5 separate regions of the Mus musculus genome follow, and all the other regions are linked to region 2. Evidence: chromatin contacts called from public promoter capture Hi-C data. All regions are on one chromosome and are shown on one strand. The core of a region is the stretch at or near the end of the contact, and the rest is flanking DNA. Distances in the headings are between cores, read along the strand shown. Region 1 has its middle 12 kb from the start of 4930505K14Rik. Region 2 holds the start of Alox5ap (arachidonate 5-lipoxygenase activating protein). Region 3 overlaps Katnal1 (katanin p60 subunit A-like 1). Region 4 has its middle 58 kb from the start of Gm36405. Region 5 overlaps Gm15411 (a long non-coding RNA gene).

What was found. Promoter capture Hi-C pulls out the DNA fragments that hold promoters and counts their contacts.
Region 1: a contact with region 2 is called in a promoter capture Hi-C map of liver, with 3 times the contacts expected there. The contact joins the enhancer-like site here to the promoter of Alox5ap in region 2. A contact is called at or near these places in 12 of 39 promoter capture datasets (the 3T3-L1 cell line, 3T3-L1-derived adipocytes, the C10 cell line and 7 more), 1 of 15 datasets of contacts at CTCF or cohesin (large pre-B cells), 5 of 484 Hi-C or Micro-C datasets (B cells, the C2C12 cell line, the G1E-ER4 cell line and 2 more), 4 of 115 datasets of contacts at active chromatin or transcription factors (acute myeloid leukemia, bone marrow-derived macrophages, large pre-B cells and 1 more) and 2 of 9 other capture datasets (embryonic stem cells and liver).
Region 3: a promoter capture Hi-C map of hippocampal neurons shows a contact between it and region 2, with 2.2 times the contacts expected there. The contact joins the enhancer-like site here to the promoter of Alox5ap in region 2. A contact is called at or near these places in 11 of 39 promoter capture datasets (the 3T3-L1 cell line, 3T3-L1-derived adipocytes, the C10 cell line and 7 more), 1 of 15 datasets of contacts at CTCF or cohesin (large pre-B cells), 3 of 484 Hi-C or Micro-C datasets (B cells, the G1E-ER4 cell line and cumulus cells), 3 of 115 datasets of contacts at active chromatin or transcription factors (T-cell acute lymphoblastic leukemia, embryonic basal ganglia and large pre-B cells) and 2 of 9 other capture datasets (adipose tissue and pancreatic islet).
Region 4: a contact with region 2 is called in a promoter capture Hi-C map of cranial neural crest. The contact joins the enhancer-like site here to the promoter of Alox5ap in region 2. A contact is called at or near these places in 5 of 39 promoter capture datasets (3T3-L1-derived adipocytes, the C10 cell line, cranial neural crest and 1 more), 1 of 115 datasets of contacts at active chromatin or transcription factors (large pre-B cells) and 1 of 9 other capture datasets (liver).
Region 5: a promoter capture Hi-C map of hematopoietic stem and progenitor cells shows a contact between it and region 2, with 6 times the contacts expected there. The contact joins the enhancer-like site here to the promoter of Alox5ap in region 2. A contact is called at or near these places in 7 of 39 promoter capture datasets (the C10 cell line, the HPC-7 cell line, cranial neural crest and 3 more), 1 of 15 datasets of contacts at CTCF or cohesin (the NIH/3T3 cell line), 1 of 484 Hi-C or Micro-C datasets (female germline stem cells), 4 of 115 datasets of contacts at active chromatin or transcription factors (craniofacial prominence, double positive thymocytes, embryonic stem cells and 1 more) and 4 of 9 other capture datasets (adipose tissue, embryonic stem cells, liver and 1 more).

The regions. Positions count from the first base shown.
Region 1 is chr5:148,787,743-148,791,231 of GRCm38.p6, reverse strand. No RefSeq gene overlaps it. Among named protein-coding and RNA genes, the nearest start is that of 4930505K14Rik, 12 kb to the right of the region's middle. Within about 2 kb of position 1,786, at least 76 of the 459 cell types and tissues checked have an H3K27ac peak or open chromatin away from gene starts, as enhancers often do. A contact at or near this core is called in liver, nephron progenitors and pancreatic cancer cells, where this site is marked.
Region 2 is chr5:149,263,585-149,266,592 of GRCm38.p6, reverse strand. Alox5ap (arachidonate 5-lipoxygenase activating protein) reads right to left here and starts at 1,589. Exons shown (of 5, transcript NM_009663.2): 1 at 1,411-1,589. The coding sequence starts at 1,480.
Region 3 is chr5:148,895,814-148,899,133 of GRCm38.p6, reverse strand. All of the region lies in intron 4 of Katnal1 (katanin p60 subunit A-like 1), which reads left to right. Among named protein-coding and RNA genes, the nearest start is that of Katnal1, 31 kb to the left of the region's middle. Within about 2 kb of position 1,908, at least 112 of the 459 cell types and tissues checked have an H3K27ac peak or open chromatin away from gene starts, as enhancers often do. A contact at or near this core is called in B cells, the G1E-ER4 cell line, the HPC-7 cell line and 1 more, where this site is marked.
Region 4 is chr5:148,865,401-148,868,814 of GRCm38.p6, reverse strand. No RefSeq gene overlaps it. Among named protein-coding and RNA genes, the nearest start is that of Gm36405, 58 kb to the right of the region's middle. Within about 2 kb of position 2,069, at least 64 of the 459 cell types and tissues checked have an H3K27ac peak or open chromatin away from gene starts, as enhancers often do.
Region 5 is chr5:148,977,395-148,980,677 of GRCm38.p6, reverse strand. All of the region lies in intron 4 of Gm15411 (a long non-coding RNA gene), which reads left to right. Among named protein-coding and RNA genes, the nearest start is that of 5930430L01Rik, 16 kb to the left of the region's middle. Within about 2 kb of position 2,002, at least 138 of the 459 cell types and tissues checked have an H3K27ac peak or open chromatin away from gene starts, as enhancers often do. A contact at or near this core is called in the HPC-7 cell line, adipose tissue, craniofacial prominence and 4 more, where this site is marked.

The DNA of each region.
Region 1 (3,489 bases), core at 537-3,036, 480 kb after region 2:
GAGTGTAGAGTGCTCCCTTAGGATGTTCTAGTCCTCCCTTCTTCACTATAGTCGTGTGCATTGCGTTGATTCTGATCACTGGTGGACTTAACTGTGGGTCCTTGAAGGTTACAGTGAGACATTCCTGTCGTCTGGCAATATTGTAGGTGACTTACTTTGTGACACACTTGGAGATGTTCCTGTATTGGAATAGCTCGATGCAATCCTGAGAGCAGCTTCTGTGTTTAAGCAATAGAGGAAAGTCTAGTTTCCCCGTTTCTTAGGGCAAGCAGGACCATTTCTTGTTACGTTCTTTGCTTTTTTTTTTCTCCTTTTCCTCTTCCTCTTCCTCCTCCTCCTCCTCTTCTTCTTCTTCTTCTTCTTCCTCCTCCTCCTCCTCCTCCTCCTTTGATGCCGCTGCTGCTGCCACTGCTGCCTCTTCCTCTTCCTTTTGGTTGCCCATTGAGACAAGGTCTCACTATGTAGCCCCAGATAGCCTGGAACTCAATATATAGCTCAGGCTGGCCTTGAACTCATGGAGACCCCTGCCTCTGCCTCCAGAGTGCTGGGACTGAAGGCGAGCCCCACCACACTCGGTCATTTACTGTGGTGGGTCATTGGCCCAGGGAGTGGCACTATTAGGAGGTGTGGCCTCGTTGGAGGAAGTGTGTCACTGTGTGGGGGTGAACTTGGAGATCCCCCTCCTAGCTGCCCGGAAGGGAGTCGTCTGCTGCTTGTCCTTAGAACAAGATGTAGAACTCTCAGCTCCGCCTGCACCATGCCTGCCTGGATGCTGCCATGTTCCTGCCTTGATGATAATGTACTGAACCTCTGAACCTGTAAGCCAGCCTCAATCAAATGGTGTCCCTTACAAAAGTCATGGTCTCTCTCTCTTCATAGTAACAAAACCCTAATGAAGATGCCTGACATGTTCATTTATTTGTGATTTCTTGGCTCTTTATCCTTATAGCCCCCTAATATAAGTGTATATAGATTATGATCATTTCTTTTCGTTGTTCTAAAATGACATTTGGCTTGGTTTTGATACTATCTGACCTCTCCACCTTTTTGCAGTTAGCTCACTGTTCAGTTTGCAACTACATCTTTCCCCCGGTTCCCATGTGGGCCACCATTCCTCGGTCCTAGCAAATGTTACCTTGAAAAAAAAAAAAACTTCTTATCTTATGTAGACGGGTGCTTTGCCTGCACACACATGTCTATGCACTGTATGTGTGCATGCAATGCCTGTGGAGGCCAGGGGAGGGCCTTAGACCTCCTGGAACTGGAATTACAGTGGCTGTGAGCCACCATGTGGGTGCTCTTCTGGAAGAGCAGTCAGTGCTCTTAACCGCTGAGCCATCTTCTCCAGACTCAAATGTCATCTTGCTTTTGAGCAGTCATGTCTCTTACCTCGGGAAGTCTGAGCTGACATCCTGGGGACTCTACTGAGGATGGCTGACCCTCTTCCCATTCCTTTATGCTCGGTACTCTGGTGGGGCCCTGTTTTTTATTATTCCCACAGAGGAAAGAGCATGAGGCAGCTCGATTTCCAGGGCAGCTCCCTAGTCATGGAAGGTGGAATTAGCCCTGGGACCTCGATCTCCTCTTCTGGCCCACGGGTCTTCCAGGGCTTCCGCTGGGCTCATTTTCCTCCTGGGCTAACCCTAGGGGCCTGTAACAACTGAACTCCATTTGTCAGCTTGCTATGCTGAGGTAAGCCTGCCTTCCCGGGGAATCATTACCAGATGGAACCTGAGGGAGGGAGCGAGGCCAGGTATTTCCCCACGTCATGGAACACGAGGCCCTGGTGACTCAGTGAGGTCAGGGAGCTAGTGGTGGTAGCAGCCACAGTTGGCAGGTGGCAGCCTGGAGGGAGGGGGAACATTAATGATTGCCTCCCTCCCTCCCTCCTTCCCTCCCTTCCTCCCTTCCAGCCCGCCTCATTTCTGTCAGGCCTGTGATTTCATCATGCACACCTTTGTAAACAATCCATTTAGCAACCAAATTATACACTGGGTAATTACAGCTTCCAGCCTCAGTGTCAGGGGTTCCCGGCTCACAATCTGCTTTTGGTACTATTGCAGGCTGGGATGGGGGGAGGTGGGGGAGGAGGGGTTTGTTGAAGTTTTAAGGAGACAGGAGGGAGAGCTGGGGCATGGGGGTTGCCCTGCCTTGCCTTATGTTAATTGATTCTTGTGTGTGGGGGGTCTTAGTTTGACACTTCTGGAATTGAGTTTGGATTGTTGATTAGATTGCTATTGGAGGCCAGGTTGGAGAAGTTGGCTGGGAGGAAGAGGCAGTCCGGTTACGGTTATGGGTCAGTCCTCTGCTGCGGAGGAGGGAGTCTCACATCACAGCACCTTGCCAGCCTTGTCTCTCTGGAGGTTGCTTTGCTCTGTATCAGCGCCTAAGCTTTGACCCAGAAAAGCAGCCAAGGAAGGAGCTGTGGGGTGGGCAGGCTAACGGGAGGGGACCTGGCCTCCGCTGAAGGCTAGCTCTTCCATTTAAAGGGAACTGTGGTGACGGCAGTGAAGAGTGTGGAGTGTGCAACTCATGCTGAGCGTGTGCTCATGGTTCTGCGTTCGAGTCCCGGCACCCAATGGATGATGACGTAACAGAGTCGTCCAGAGATTTGCCCATACACAGTGGCCCCAGTGAAAATTGAATAGAGGCAGGGGAGGGTTGCAAACACGGTAACCATGGTGTGTCTGAAGAGAGTTGGGCTAGCTCCATGTGTGTGGGAAAGGGTGTGTTTCCGGGTTGATACACAGTGTTTCTGATAGTGGTGGTAGGGCTTGTGGCCTTACACTGCCCGAGAGGTTTCATTGACGAAGTGTCCATGGGAACCCTCAGCCATTCTAGCATTCTGCTTTCCCACGCGGAGCATGCATGTGTAGCCCGCAGTTCGAAGCTGGGGTTCCCTATGCAGACACATGGTCTCTCTGAGGCAAAGTACCATGGATTAACACAAGTGTAGTATGAAACAGTAACTTTGGAGGGAAATGAGACTCAAGTGCTTCGGGCCGCACCTGCCTGTCCCAGAAGGCTTTGCATCTTGTCTTACGTCACCTTCCCCAGTCTTGCCCCTCTAGCCGGATGCTTCTTGGTTCAGGAAGAGGACAGAGAGGCTGGGCTATGGTGGCGCTCTATGGGAAAGGACAGGAGACTTACAAAAGCACCACTCTGGGCCTCGTGTCTGTGTCACGGTGTTCAAAAAAATAAATACAAATAAGAGCTGCAACTGTTGTAAGATGTCACTGTGGTCACTGGGCAGTGTTTGCCAATGGCAGCCGTCATCTAAGAGGGGACCACATGGCTTTGACAAGATCATGGAGAAGTGGGTGTAGAAGCATCCCAAACAGTGGCATGCCAGCCACAGCTTCCTGTCTCTCTGGAGCCCTAAAAGATGGTGGTCTTTTTCTGGCTTAGGCTACAGCTCTGAGAACTTTAACACGGGAGCATTCCCAGGCTCTGCTGTGAATCCTGAAGGTTTAGACTCACAATGGTTTC
Region 2 (3,008 bases), core at 340-2,839:
AGTACAGAGTCGTGAGAAATTACCAGGAAGCCATGGATGCTGCCCTGAGTAATGACTCCCCAATTTTTCTTAATAAATTGGAAAACACAAAGCCACTGGTGTCCTTACCCAAAAAAAAGTCAGCCTGAAACATTCCAGGCAGAACTTTAAGGTGACAGCCCTACACAGATCTGTGTCCTGCTTAGTTCTTTAACTCTTAATTATTTATCTTAAACTATAGATAGATGATAGATAGATAGATAGATAGATAGATAGATAGATAGATAGATAGATAGATAGAAAAACAGACGTGCGTGTGTGTGTGCGTGCGTGCATGCGTGAGAGTGTGTGTGTGTGTGTGTGTGTGTGTGTGTGTGTGTGTTTAATGGCAATACTAAGAAATAGGAACATTTCCCCAGACAGACAGATGATAGATAATAGATAAATACATAGACAGACAGACAGATAATAGATAGGACTTATATATAAATAGATGATAGGTAAATAGATAGATGTGAGTCGTGAGGATCATGAACCCTTTGGGGGTCAAATGACCCTTTCACAGAATTCACCTCAGATCATTAGAAAGCACAGGTATTTATTTATATTACAATCTTTAACAGCAGCAAAATGACAGTTATGGAGTAGCAACAAAAATAATTTATGCTTGGGCGTCACCACAACCTGAGATACTGTGTCAAAGGGCTAGGAAGGTTGAGATAGATAGATGGATAGAACATGACTGACTGACTGACAGACAGACAGACAGACAGACAGACAGACAGACAGACAGACGTGTGTGTGTGTGTGTGTGTGTGTGTGTGTGTGTGTGTGTGTGTGTGTGTGTAAAGCTGTACACCAAAAGGCTGGGGCATAGATGTGTAGTAGAGAATATACAGAAGGTATGCAGGGCCCTGAGTTCTATCCCCAGGACCACAAAACAAAACAAAACTAAAAATAGCCTTACGCATTGTTCTTTGATGTTTCTTCAAAAGAACTTATTTAAGTACAGAAGTAAAAAGATGATAAAGACTTTCTCCTTTATAGCTCGCAAGACTACCCCTTGCCTGACACAGACGACAGACGACCTGGGTCCTGCTGCAAATTGGCTCATTCAGGCGGGTGTCCAAGGGAGCACAGACCCCCACACTCTCTCCAGGCTGGCCCTCCTCTTCCACCCTTCATGCCCTTGCTCCACCAAGACACTTGGGCCAAGTTTCTCACCAGCCCTTCAGGTTGCTCTCCATCCTCTGCAAACACACCTGACATCATCCTTCAAGTGAGAGAAGGAAACCCCAAACTCACACAGAACAGGACCCACCCCTGCACACTCACGTACACAGCAATAAATACAGACGTGTGCATAGTGCACACAGAATGGTGTGTGCCTGGCTTCCAGCACCCCTGCTCTCCCTGAGGAAGGGCCCTTACCATTCTGGACCACGCTGATGAGGGTGACAAGGGCCAGGAGCACAACGTTGCCCACAGCCTCTTGATCCATGCTTGCTTCAGGCCCGCCAGAGACAACCAGGCTGGTGCTAGCACCTCAGCCTTCCTGCGCAGAAAGGGGAAGTGCCAGGCTGTGCTCTGCCTTTTACCATCAGTTTCCAAAGGTCCCCAGCACAGCCACTCAGTGCTCCTGCTCCTCCCCTTGTCCCCCTCTTCTTCCTCCCCCTCCTTTTGTTCCTGCTCCTCCCCTCTTCCTGCTCCTCCCTTTCCCCTTGCTCCTTCCCTCTTCCTCTTGCACTACCCTCTCCCCTTGCTCCCCCTCCTTTTTTGCTCCTCTCCCTCCTCCACCTGCTCCTCCTCCTATTGCCCCTTCCCTCCTCCTCTTGCTCTACCTCCTCACTTTGCTCCTACTTCTCCTCTTGCTCCTTTTCCCTCCCCTTCTTCTTTCATCTCCCTTCCCCTTTCTTCTCTTTCTCTCCTTCCTTCCCTTACTCCTCCACCTCTTGCTCCTCCCATTCCTACCCTTGCTCCTCCTCCTTCTTCTGCCTTTAGTTTTCATTCTTCCTCTTCTAATTGTTATTCAACAAAGTTGCAGGACCTGTGGTTTTGAGTTACCTTCCAGGAGTCACAGAGTCAGAGGGAGAGGGAAGTGCAGCGTATTCTTTGATGTTGCTTACTATGGGCAGCCTCGCTAGGAGCATAAGCATGAAATCTGGACCCTGCACAGCACGAGGAGCCCGGAGCCACTACCACTTCTTACACTGGCAAAAATAAAGAAAAGGGAAAATGAGATTTAAAAAAAGAAGAAAAAGAAAAGGAAATAAAATGAATACAGCACCAAAAAGACGTGCGTCCTGAGTATGCCCTTGGTTCTTTGAATTCCTCCTGGTAAATAAATGTCATTTGACACATTGTACAGTGCAGAATAGCAGCCACATAGGCTGGGGTGAATGGATGGATGGGTGAATGGATAGATGGGTGAATGGGTGAATGGATGAATGGATGGATGGATGAATGGATGGATGGGTGATTAGATGGATGGGTGAATGGATGGATGGATGAGTGGATGGATGGGTGAGTGGATGGATAGGTGAGTGGATGGATGGGTGAAGGAAAGAAGGAGTGAATGAATGATAAGACAACCAGTGGCTCCTTTCCTGCAATAAAATAAAACTATGGGACTTGGGAGACAGCTTCATTGGAAAGTGTTTTCCATGCAAGCTTGAGGACCTGAGTTCAGTCCCCACATCACCTAAGAAGCCACGTGTGGTAGAATGTGTGTAACCCCAATATTACAGGAAGAGGGGCAGGAGCATCCTCAGGCTCACTGGCCAGCCACCCTAGCTTAATGGAGAGTCCCAGGCAGGGAAAGACCCTGCTTCAAGAGATAAAGTGGATGGCACTTGAGGAACTAGAACCAAGGTTTGCCTCTGCCCTCCACAGACACATACATGTGCATACACGCACGTGCACGCACAAAAAAAGTCAATAAAATAAATGTTAAACTTCAGCTAAAGATTAAAACTAAACCAAAGAATACATCAAAAGTCAGAAACAGGGAGGCTGGAGAGGTGGCTCAG
Region 3 (3,320 bases), core at 659-3,158, 370 kb after region 2:
TCTCCACACCACTGTCAGTGTTCAACATCATTGTCATCGTTGGTCTCTTGAAGGGGCCATGGTTTTACAGGAATATTTACTGTGTGTTGTATGAATACTTTATAACTTAGGAGACTGGAAACTTCTTTGTGGCTATTTTTCATCAGTGGGGTATCTTAAGGACCCTCTTATTCTGGTCTTCTCACATTAAACAATCTATCCATTTTCATATTTGTAATCTTACGGCATTTTTTATCTCTATAGCTGTGGCTGAATTGCACGTATGTAGAGGTTGGCACTATTTTTTTTTTTAAATCCACATTGGATTTCTTTTCCCATTTATGATCTTGGTGTCTGAGAGATGTGCTCTTGGGTTATGGGGAGGTTTTGTCTCACCTGTGTGTTTCCCTCAGGGTGAGCACCTTTACTGGGATTCAGCCGAGCTCCGTGAGCATTCCTCAGCTCTTGATTTTAGAATTTGTATATTTTTGTTGAGCTTTTTCTCAGTTTCAAGGTTGTCAAGTTTCCAAGGGTTTGTGATCTCTGTTTAAATGTGGTGTTTTATAAATGGGAAGATTGAATGTGAAGTCTTAGCAACCATATTTCATTTATTCCTCCTAAACCTCATGAGCACTGAGGTCTCAGTCTTTTTGCTTCATTGCTGTATTCTGTGCCTAGAACAGAGCCTGGCACACTAAACCTGCTCATGACTATTGTGGGAAGAGTGTGCATATTGGTGAGCACAGAGCTTGCTGTGGATCTGTTGCTACAATCCTTGTATCCTGATTGGGCAGTGTAGGGCGCTGCACCCACGTCAGTAAGTGTGCTCTGCATTGTCTGCCTGCGTTACTTTGTGGGGCAGTAGGGCTCCGGTGGGCTGCAGGCTGGCGTCCTTGTCTAACGTTTCCTGTGTTTGTTTCTGCTGTGGGGTGGAAGCAGCCCCCATGTGCAGCAGTGTGCCCTGTGAACAAACTGGCTGCAAGCCCAGGCCCACAGCTAGAGTGCCTAGGCCGCTGTTGCCGCTTGGACGGGCGGCTGACTTGGTTTGCCAGTTTCCTCGCTTCTTGAATGTGCTGATATGTGCTAGGTTCCCAGGGCACCAACACCGTGAGCATTGTGGATGTCAGCTGCTAGACTGACCTGACAGTGGGAGACAAACAGAGGCATGAAAAAGATTATACAGAATTAGCAGTTTACAGAAGAGATATTGGAGCTGGAGAGATGGCTCAATGGTTAAGAGCACTTGTTGCTCTCCTAGAGGACCTGAGTTTGGTCAGGTAATTCACAATCCTGTGACTCCTGCTCCAGGAGGATCTCATGTCCCTGGCTTACACACACACACACACACACACACACACACACACACACACACACAGACACATTTAAAAACAAAAACAATTAAATATGTATAATTGATATATTGAGGCTGAGAATGTAGTTCTTTGATAAGAGTGCTTACCCAACCATGGATGTAATTAATCTTGACACCAAGAAAAAGAGGAAGGAAGGGAGGGAGGGAGGGAGGCAGGGAAGGGAGGAAAGAAAGAAATGATACGTCTAAGAAATTTTGCATTTGTTTTTATCTACTGAGTCCAGGCAGCAGAGGGTAAGTTGGACATGGGAGAAGCAACAGCTTTATAGAAAGAGCCACAGGCCGTCTACAGCTCGGAGATGTTCGGGTGACTGTATGTAGTTCACTGCCTGACTAGAAAGGCAGTATCTTTGTCAAACAGGACACGCTGTCAGAAAAATCCTATGTTGATCTGAAACCCGCCTCTTCTGTTGCTTCCTATCGGCCTCCGCAGTAACAGCAGCCAAGGGTGGTGGTTCCAGTAGTAGCTCATTGGCTTTCGTGGCCCACATTTCCCGGAATCCTCCTCCACGTGGTGTGATGTGCGAGCCATTTCTCAGCTGGTCATTGAACAATGTGTCTGTAAAATGCACGGCACAGAGCAGTAGCTGTCTGTGTCTTAATCACTCAGTCCCACAGTGAGAGGAGCTGCAAAGGAAGATGCGCATGCTATTTGCATTTGGGGACAGGCTGTGTCAGTCACTGACTGCAAGCTATAAATATTTGCTTTGTCACTTAGAGCCTCATTTTCTTCACATAGAATAAGAGGCACGACTCACAAAAGATCCTTACGGAAGTTGTCTTGATTTGAATAATTTAGAAATTAGTACAAAGAAGCTAACTATTTTGCTTTAGGGAAAAGAAAAGTGTCTATCAGCCTTCACACTGTCAAATGGTTGCTAATTCTGACCTTAGTGCTTCGTGCGCAAATCTAAGGAAAGAGTTCTGAGGTCACTCTGTGATGTTCCAGTCTAGTGTTCTGTAGAAGACCCCATGTCCCAGATGTCAGCTTCATTGCTTGAAAGCTGTCTGTTTATTAAAGTAGTGCAGCTAATGGACTACTTCTGCTCAGGCACACGGCGTATGTATCAGCTCTCCCCGCCCTATTTTATGTTTGTGATAATGACACTACTCGCCCACTTTCACGGTGATTCTGCTGTAGCCTCAGAGTTCTCCCTTCACCATCTTGCTTTGACTGGCCAGGTCGTTCAGAGGCTCGCACCGACTTCTCTGTGCAGGAAAGGGTTTTACTTGTTAGATTCCTCCTCCTTCCCATCATCCTTTCCAGCAGTAGCCACCAGGGTTGTCTGAAGTGCAGGTCAGATCGGATGCTGCCCGTTTCTCCATCCTGTCCTCAGTCACGTCAACAGCTCGGCTTTCCCACGGGGGGCTGGATAGGTGCTTAGAGAGGGCCACAGTGCATCCTCACCCTGCCTGGAAACCGTGCTAGCAATCCGATGAGCTGTCTGATACCTGCTCACATCTGCCTTTGGACAGTCCCACGATTCCCATTTCTTTGAGTCAGAGATGGGGCTTTTCCTTCCTCTTGGTGTGTATCGAGCCAGCCTCGCCTCCCTGTTCTGAGGGCATTTGTGTGAAAGTGAGATTTGAACTTCACTTTCCATGTGGCAAATCTGAAATCACAAAGTCGGCCCCTGTTGATGCTCTCACTACCTCGTTTCGAGCATACTGGAGAATGGTCATAGTGTTCCCAGGGTTTGACTTGCGAGTGACTCATAGCCATGGCCTAGCCACGTCGTAAAATGTGATCCGAGACAGAACTTGTTTTAAGTTGGTTGGTATTGTTTGTTGTGTTGTTATGCTAGGAGCTTGTTTTAATAGAGTCAGTTTTAATACCTGCCACTTTTGCTACAAGGATATTACTAAGCACTTGACCTAGCCCTAGCACTAGTCTGCCCAAGTGAGCAGGTCCTCAAGATGAGGTCACCAACACACTGTTTGGCCATTTGCTCGGAGGCTCAGATGATCA
Region 4 (3,414 bases), core at 820-3,319, 400 kb after region 2:
CTTCCTCTGGGTTCTAAGTGAGGGGTTTAATTTCTCCTTTTCCCTGTGGAGCAGAATTATGGACACCAGCCACTTTGTTGGCATTTGTTTTTCAAATATTCCTACCAATATGTACGACTTTAATGGCCTTTCTTCTTTTTCCAGTCTGCAGTTACCTGGTGAAACGATTGCTAGGCTGTGAGAATCATCTGGGGTGGAGATGGGGGACTGAGTTCGAGCTATCTGGGGACAGGGAGGGTTGAGGTTCGGTGTGTGAATTGTATGCGGTCATTTCTCGGGTTTCTCTGTGATTCTGCCTGTCGGTTAGTGTTAATCGTCATTCTGACAGGCTCTACAGTCACCTAGGAGACAAGCTTCTGGCTCACCCGTCATGAAGTATCTAGATTAATGTTAGCGCCTGAGAATGTCTGAGAAGTCGTCTTCATTATGTCAATTGATGTGGGAAGATATATCTTAACTGTGGACTGGACCAGTCCCTGTGCAGAGATGCGGGACTGTGTTAAAGTGAGTGGGACACTAGCACGCATGCGTCCCTCCATGCTTCCTGACTATGGATACCACGTGACCAGCCACGTGACCAGATGCTTTGAAGCCCCCGACTACTATGACTGCCCTACCACGATGGACTGACTTTTAAGTTGTAGGCTGGAATAAACCGTTCTCCCTTATGTGGCTCTTGGCAGAGTTTTCTTATTAAAACCACAAAAGAGAAACTAAGGCACGTAAATCCCAGAAGTGCTCTGGGAGACCAGGCGTGAAGCTGAGATTTGCACACAGCTACATTGCCACCCAGCTGGGCCATTGTTATTTGCAGCTTGGAAGGAGCCTGGAAACAGTTCTGTGGCCCCACTTTTCTCACTTCCTGTGACTGCAAGTGCGGTTTTACCCTCCTGAAGTGTAGATGAGAAAAGACACGGGTAAAAGTGGCACCAAACTAGAAGAGGGCAGGATGGGCCAAGTTCTCTCCCTCTGTCCACCAGTCCTTTCTGCTTTGTTGAGGGCCCAGGATCAGTGCAGCTTGAAGTTGTGGCTTGGACCGGGCAGAGCAGAGTTCATTGCTGGGCATCCCCCCACTCCCGAGAAACTGAGAATGCTGTGAGTGTTGCAGGGTCCTTCTGCCCCCCCCCCCATCTTCTACCTCCTTCCTAACAAACAGAGGAATGGGGTTTCCCTGTCCCACCTGGCTGGTTCTCCTTCTGCCCCACAAACCGGTGGGAAAGGAAGCAATTTTTGTCCCCTGTATGGCCTCTTTCCTAACCTTACCTCTCCCAACTCGCCATTACCCAGAGCTGAAAATCAGGAGTCAATGATGTTTGTCCAAACAGCTGTCTTTGAGGTGAAGAGTTGACTGGCGATTTTCAATGATCTTCTTATCTAGGAACCAAACACATGTGCGTATCTCACTGCGCAGCGAAAGCAAGTCAGCAAGTCAGAGAGGAAAATGTTTATTATATGCACAGCCTGAGTATTCCTTATTCAACATGCTGGCGACCGGAAGTGCTTAAGAGTCTGGCCACTTTGGGACTTGGGAATAGTTGTATATATCTTGAGTCTAGGACCAAAGTCTATGTTTTGTATGTCTGTTATAAATGTTATAGATGAAAGTAATCTTACACAGTGTATTTACTAGACCTTTGTTTTGACTGTGCTCTGTCAGTAGGCTGGGGGTAGTGGTCTCTAGTTGCCGGATTCGGGGTGCGGAGCTGATTAATTCAAGTTGTCAATAGTTAAGAAATACAAGACACTGGCCTGCAAGAACTGAAGATAACATTTGCGGTGCCAAGTATAATTGAGATACATTTATTGTCTTTGGACTCCTACTCGGCCTTCTGCAGGAGAGGAGGCAGGCTGTAGAGTGACCTGGTTTATGCAGGATCATAATCTAGCCCAGCACCGGTTAGACCCCAGATTACTCCGAGCAAAGCTAAGCATACACAAAAGTTACTCGCCAGATTTGCTCTGCCTTCTGAGGTTTTTAACCACTCACCTTCCCTTCCGGGCAGGGCATGTTTACCAGGACATTTTTAGAGAGTGTCATAGCACATCCTGTTGCTTTTTATGTTAGCGATGGGGGTGGGCAGTCAGGCGCTCCAGTGTCATGAGATGTAAACCCTGCTGCCGCTGCCCCTGCTGTAGAGGGCGTGTGCACAGGTCTTGTTTTTCAGCGCAAGGCTTTCTGGGATGAACTAAGCATCCTGAACGCTTCAGAGAAATGCATCTAGAGCCTCCCATAAGTGGTCCAGCTCTCCAAGAGTTGCACGCTCGGGGTCTCAGCCCCATTCTCCTGGCTGCATGTATGTCTGTCCTCAGCTACTGGGCACCATTGAGGTTCTACTCCACAGCCCAGTTTCACGCCGACTACTCCAGATGTCTTTTAGTTAGCACTTCTTCAGTAATTTCTTAAACAAATCACTAACCACAATATGACTTCCCTTCCATAATATAAATCTCGGACAGCAGTGCTTGCGATTAATATGCAGTTAGGGGCGGCTGAACTATCATGACCCATCTGAGGTTGGTTAGCTACCGCAGGCTATTTTTCAAGCATTTTGAAATCTATTTTGTAACACTCCTTAGACACACTTTGCAAACACATTCCCTCGAGTGTTTAAACCCTCGCGCATCTTAAGGGAAATATAACCCATATGTTTCCCATTCATTTTGCATTTAACTCATCAAAGTTGTTTTTTAAGAGCGGTTTGTTTTCTACGAAGTCGTAAGAACCCTCTCATGAAGTCTGTTAGCCTTTAAAAGCCTTCCCCCCAATCTTAACTTATTCTCCCTGGATAGATGTGGATAACGTATTTTAGCTTGGTTTAAGCTAACAGAGCTTGAAGTCTAAGCTAGCTCCGGATTGAGGATAATAAATTAGTCTGATTTCACGGTGAGAATTGGCTTCCCTCTCTGATTTTCCAAGCAGATACCAGCAAAGGACTTGCAAAATGTGCCTTTGAAGGGGAGCGGTCACTGCCTCTCACACTCAGTGGAGGCAGCCTATTCACACATGTACCCTAAACTAGTTACCCGTCATGCACACTGGAGTTATATTCTTCATCATGCATTCAGGTATACCAGAAAAGACGCTCATTTTAATTCAGCAGGCAGGGGCTGGAGCCACAGCACAGTTGGTATAGCGCTTGCCTGCCACGTGTGAAGCTCTGATTGAATTCTGTAGTACTACAAGAAAAACAGGCCTATGATCCCAGGGCTCAGAAGGTAGAGGAGGCAGGAGGATCATCCTGAGCTACAAACAAGTTTGCGGCCAGGGTGCCTGAGACCCTGCCTTGTAAAGAAATGAGAAATGATTTCTGATGGGTTCGCTTAGTTTTCCCTGAGTAGGTTGTGTCCCCCCTTATCCAAAGGTGATGCAGACTGTGGAGTTCTTTGGAGTTCTTTGCATTTGGGGGGCGTTTA
Region 5 (3,283 bases), core at 753-3,252, 290 kb after region 2:
TTTGTGACATGTGGGTTTGGTCATGTTTTCAGCTACACTAGCTTTGACCATAACAACACATTGATGCACTATTCTTAGTGGTTTCCACTGGATCACTCCTGCACTAGTTATTTAATTATCCTATCTTATTTTTTCTATTAAAATTCTTTCCTACAGCCAGTAGGAGCTGTGCTAAGAGCAGAAGAAGAGCAGGCGACTTCGTTTTTTATATTTAATTAAAAATTTAATAACAGGAGGCCATTTGAGCTCACTTATTTATTTTTGAATTATGATAGCCTGCTGGAGACTGGATGGACAAGGGTCCTAGTTTCCTGTCCCCAGGAAAGTGGTCAGTATTCAGACACAATGCCAGGCACAATCCTCAGGCTTCTGAAATATTTAGCGTTGTATTTTGTGGGAAGTCGAGATTAAGAGAACGGGGGGTGGGGGGGAAGTGTATTGTCGAGTTGTTCTGGGGCTAGGAAGCTGGCTTAGTGGTTAGAGCACTTGATGCTCTTGTAGAGAACCTGAGTTCAGTTCCCAGCACCGAAGTCAGTCAGCTTACAATTGCTGGTAACCACCTCTAGGGGATCTGCATTTCCAAGCACAGACTAACACAGGGACTGACACACATATACAAAATTTAAAATAATTTTATAAATTAAATCGTCCCGGGAGTCAGTAAGATGGCTTGTTGGGTCAAAGCATTTGCCTACTGAACAGAGTTCAACTTCTGGAATCCACATGGTAGAGAGAAGTGAGTGATTCATGCAACTTGCCCCTCAGCCCCCAACATGCATGCTGTAGCAGAAACACCCTCCCTCTCCAAAATAAATATATAAAAGTAAAGAGTTCTGAGCAGTCATTGCTCCTTTACCTCTCTGTATGTCGCCCCCATGACTACTGCATCTATAGAAACAAATAGAAAATGAGAACGTTCCAGCAGAACTTTTCTCTGACTTGAGTAACCTTGAAAGGAAGCTAGTTTCTGAATTTGACGGAGAATATCTCTACCACGCAAGGTATCACAGACTTCAGTCCCAGCAGCTGGAGATGTTGAGGGCTATACAGTGAGACCCTGGAGCAGTGAGAGAAAGAGGGACAGAGACAGACAGACAGACAGACAGACAGATAGACACACACACACACACACACACACACACAGAGAGAGAGGAGAGGAGAGACAGACAGACAGAAGACAGACAGACAGAGGGGAGGGGAGGGGAGGGAACAGGAAAGGAAAGGTGATAGAGAGACAGAGCGAAATTGAGAAACAAAAACAGAGACAGAGGCAAAGATGGGGGTGGGGGAGGAGAAGGGAAGGGAGAGGAGAAAGGAAAGGCCCATCCCTGTAGTCCTAGCACACAAGAGGGCAGCAAGTTCAAAGCCAACCTGGGTTACACATAGTCTCAGAATAATATACATGATAAATGATATCATTTATATAAGATATATGTTAAATTTTGAGGTAGAAATTAATTATAAAGAACCCCGAGTGCACTAAAAGTCTACAGCCATGCATTTTAGAAAATCAGTGGATTGGAAGAAGAGGGGGGCTCGGGGAGATCGGGACTGACGACTTGGGTGTCTTTTATATTACTGGGCTGCAGAGCACACATTTGTTTAGGCTTGCGAGCCTGTGCATCTTACACCAAAGACTGATGTCTCAAAGAAGCTCCAGGTAGCAGGTGCGATGTTCGTGCCAGCCTGCTGTGGGCTGCAGCATGGTGATCTTCCCTGCCAGCCTACCTTCCAATGCTCACTTCCTGAAAGCAAAGACTTTGATACTGGATTCCCAAATGTGTCATGAAGTCTCTCCAAACACAAAACCATGCACTCCCGCTTTTAAAAATAATAGCCCGGATGGCTTGTCTGTGTGGCGGGTCTAACAGGCATTCACGAATAAGCGATGTCCAAACAGGGACGTCAGAACAGAACCTGCCAGTCCAGAGCTTGGTGTGCAACGAGGGCAGGAATTACTGCAGAGAACTGAAGGCCTGGTTAACCTGCAACCACACAGAACACGAGGCAAAGGCGTGTGTGTGGCTCAGTGCTCTGTGGTGTACTTGGAACTACATAGCTGAGGGATTAGAGGTTGTTTGCTTGCTCGGTGCAAAGCAAGAGGCTTAGAGGAACTTCAATGACAACCGAAAGTTGACTCCTGTAACCGACTGTCTATGCTTGACAAGCCCAGTAAGTTGATAACCTTTTAGAGCTAAAAGGTCCCAGAGTCTCACTAAGCACCGGCCTGTAACATTCCTGCCTAAGCCCGCTGCTGTTTGGCACCATGGAACCTAAATAAAGGAAAACTTTTCCTGCCCAAGTATTTTTTTTTTTCCGGGCATTGATTACCTCTTGAGGCGTCCCCAGGGGTTGCAGCTGTTGTTTCCCACGGTTCCTAGGGTTGTAACTATAGAGGCATAACGTGGCAGTTACAACACATGGCCCAGGAAACTGTCACATACTGACAAGCTTCTTGCCACGGGATCTTTTTTAGCTGATGGCGCCATTGCTTGTCTGCAGCCACCCTCTCTGCAAGAATACCTCTGTTATATACTCAGAGCACAAGAGAGGTGCATGCCGACACTAAGGCTTCCCCAGGCCTCTCTCTGCAATACTGCCCTTAACAGAGTAGCTGGGCCAGGTCCTAACTGGTGGAATTTTGTATTTGCTTATTATTATGGAAGGGGCTATTTTTAAGTGTGAGACACTTCCTATCTTTGAGTTAACTCAAACCCATTTCCTACGAACAAAGCAGGCAACGGGGCTGCTAGGATTCAGAGGCTCGCTCAGATTACAGTCTGAAAGTCCCCTGGATGACACAAAGAGGGTGGCCTTGCAGGAAGGCTGGGGTTTATGACAAGAGGATTTCCTGAGCTCTGCTAACATCTGTTCCTCGGGAAGCCTGGCTTCTAGGAGAGGGGATTTGGGTTGAGCTCTGCCCTTGGGGTGGAGGGCGTGTAAGACAGAGACAGTTAGAGCTGCCTGCTCTGCCAGATTCTATTTCCTGTTGTTAAGCAGGTTCTTGTCAGGGGCTTGTGAGGTGCTGATGAGGAATTCTGCTGACCTTCCCTGTGCCATCTTGCCCCATCCCTCCTGCGACCTTTCTCCTTCCTTCCTTCCTTCCTTCCTTCCTTCCTTCCTTCCTTCCTTCCTTTTTTCCTTTCTCTCTTCTCCTCCTCCTCCTTCTCCTTCCTTCTCCTTCTCCCGCTCCTCCTCCTCCTCCTCCTCCTCCTCCTCCTCCTCCTCCACCTCTTCTTTTTGCCAAGACAGGTTCTCTCTATGCAGCTCTGCTTGTACTGGA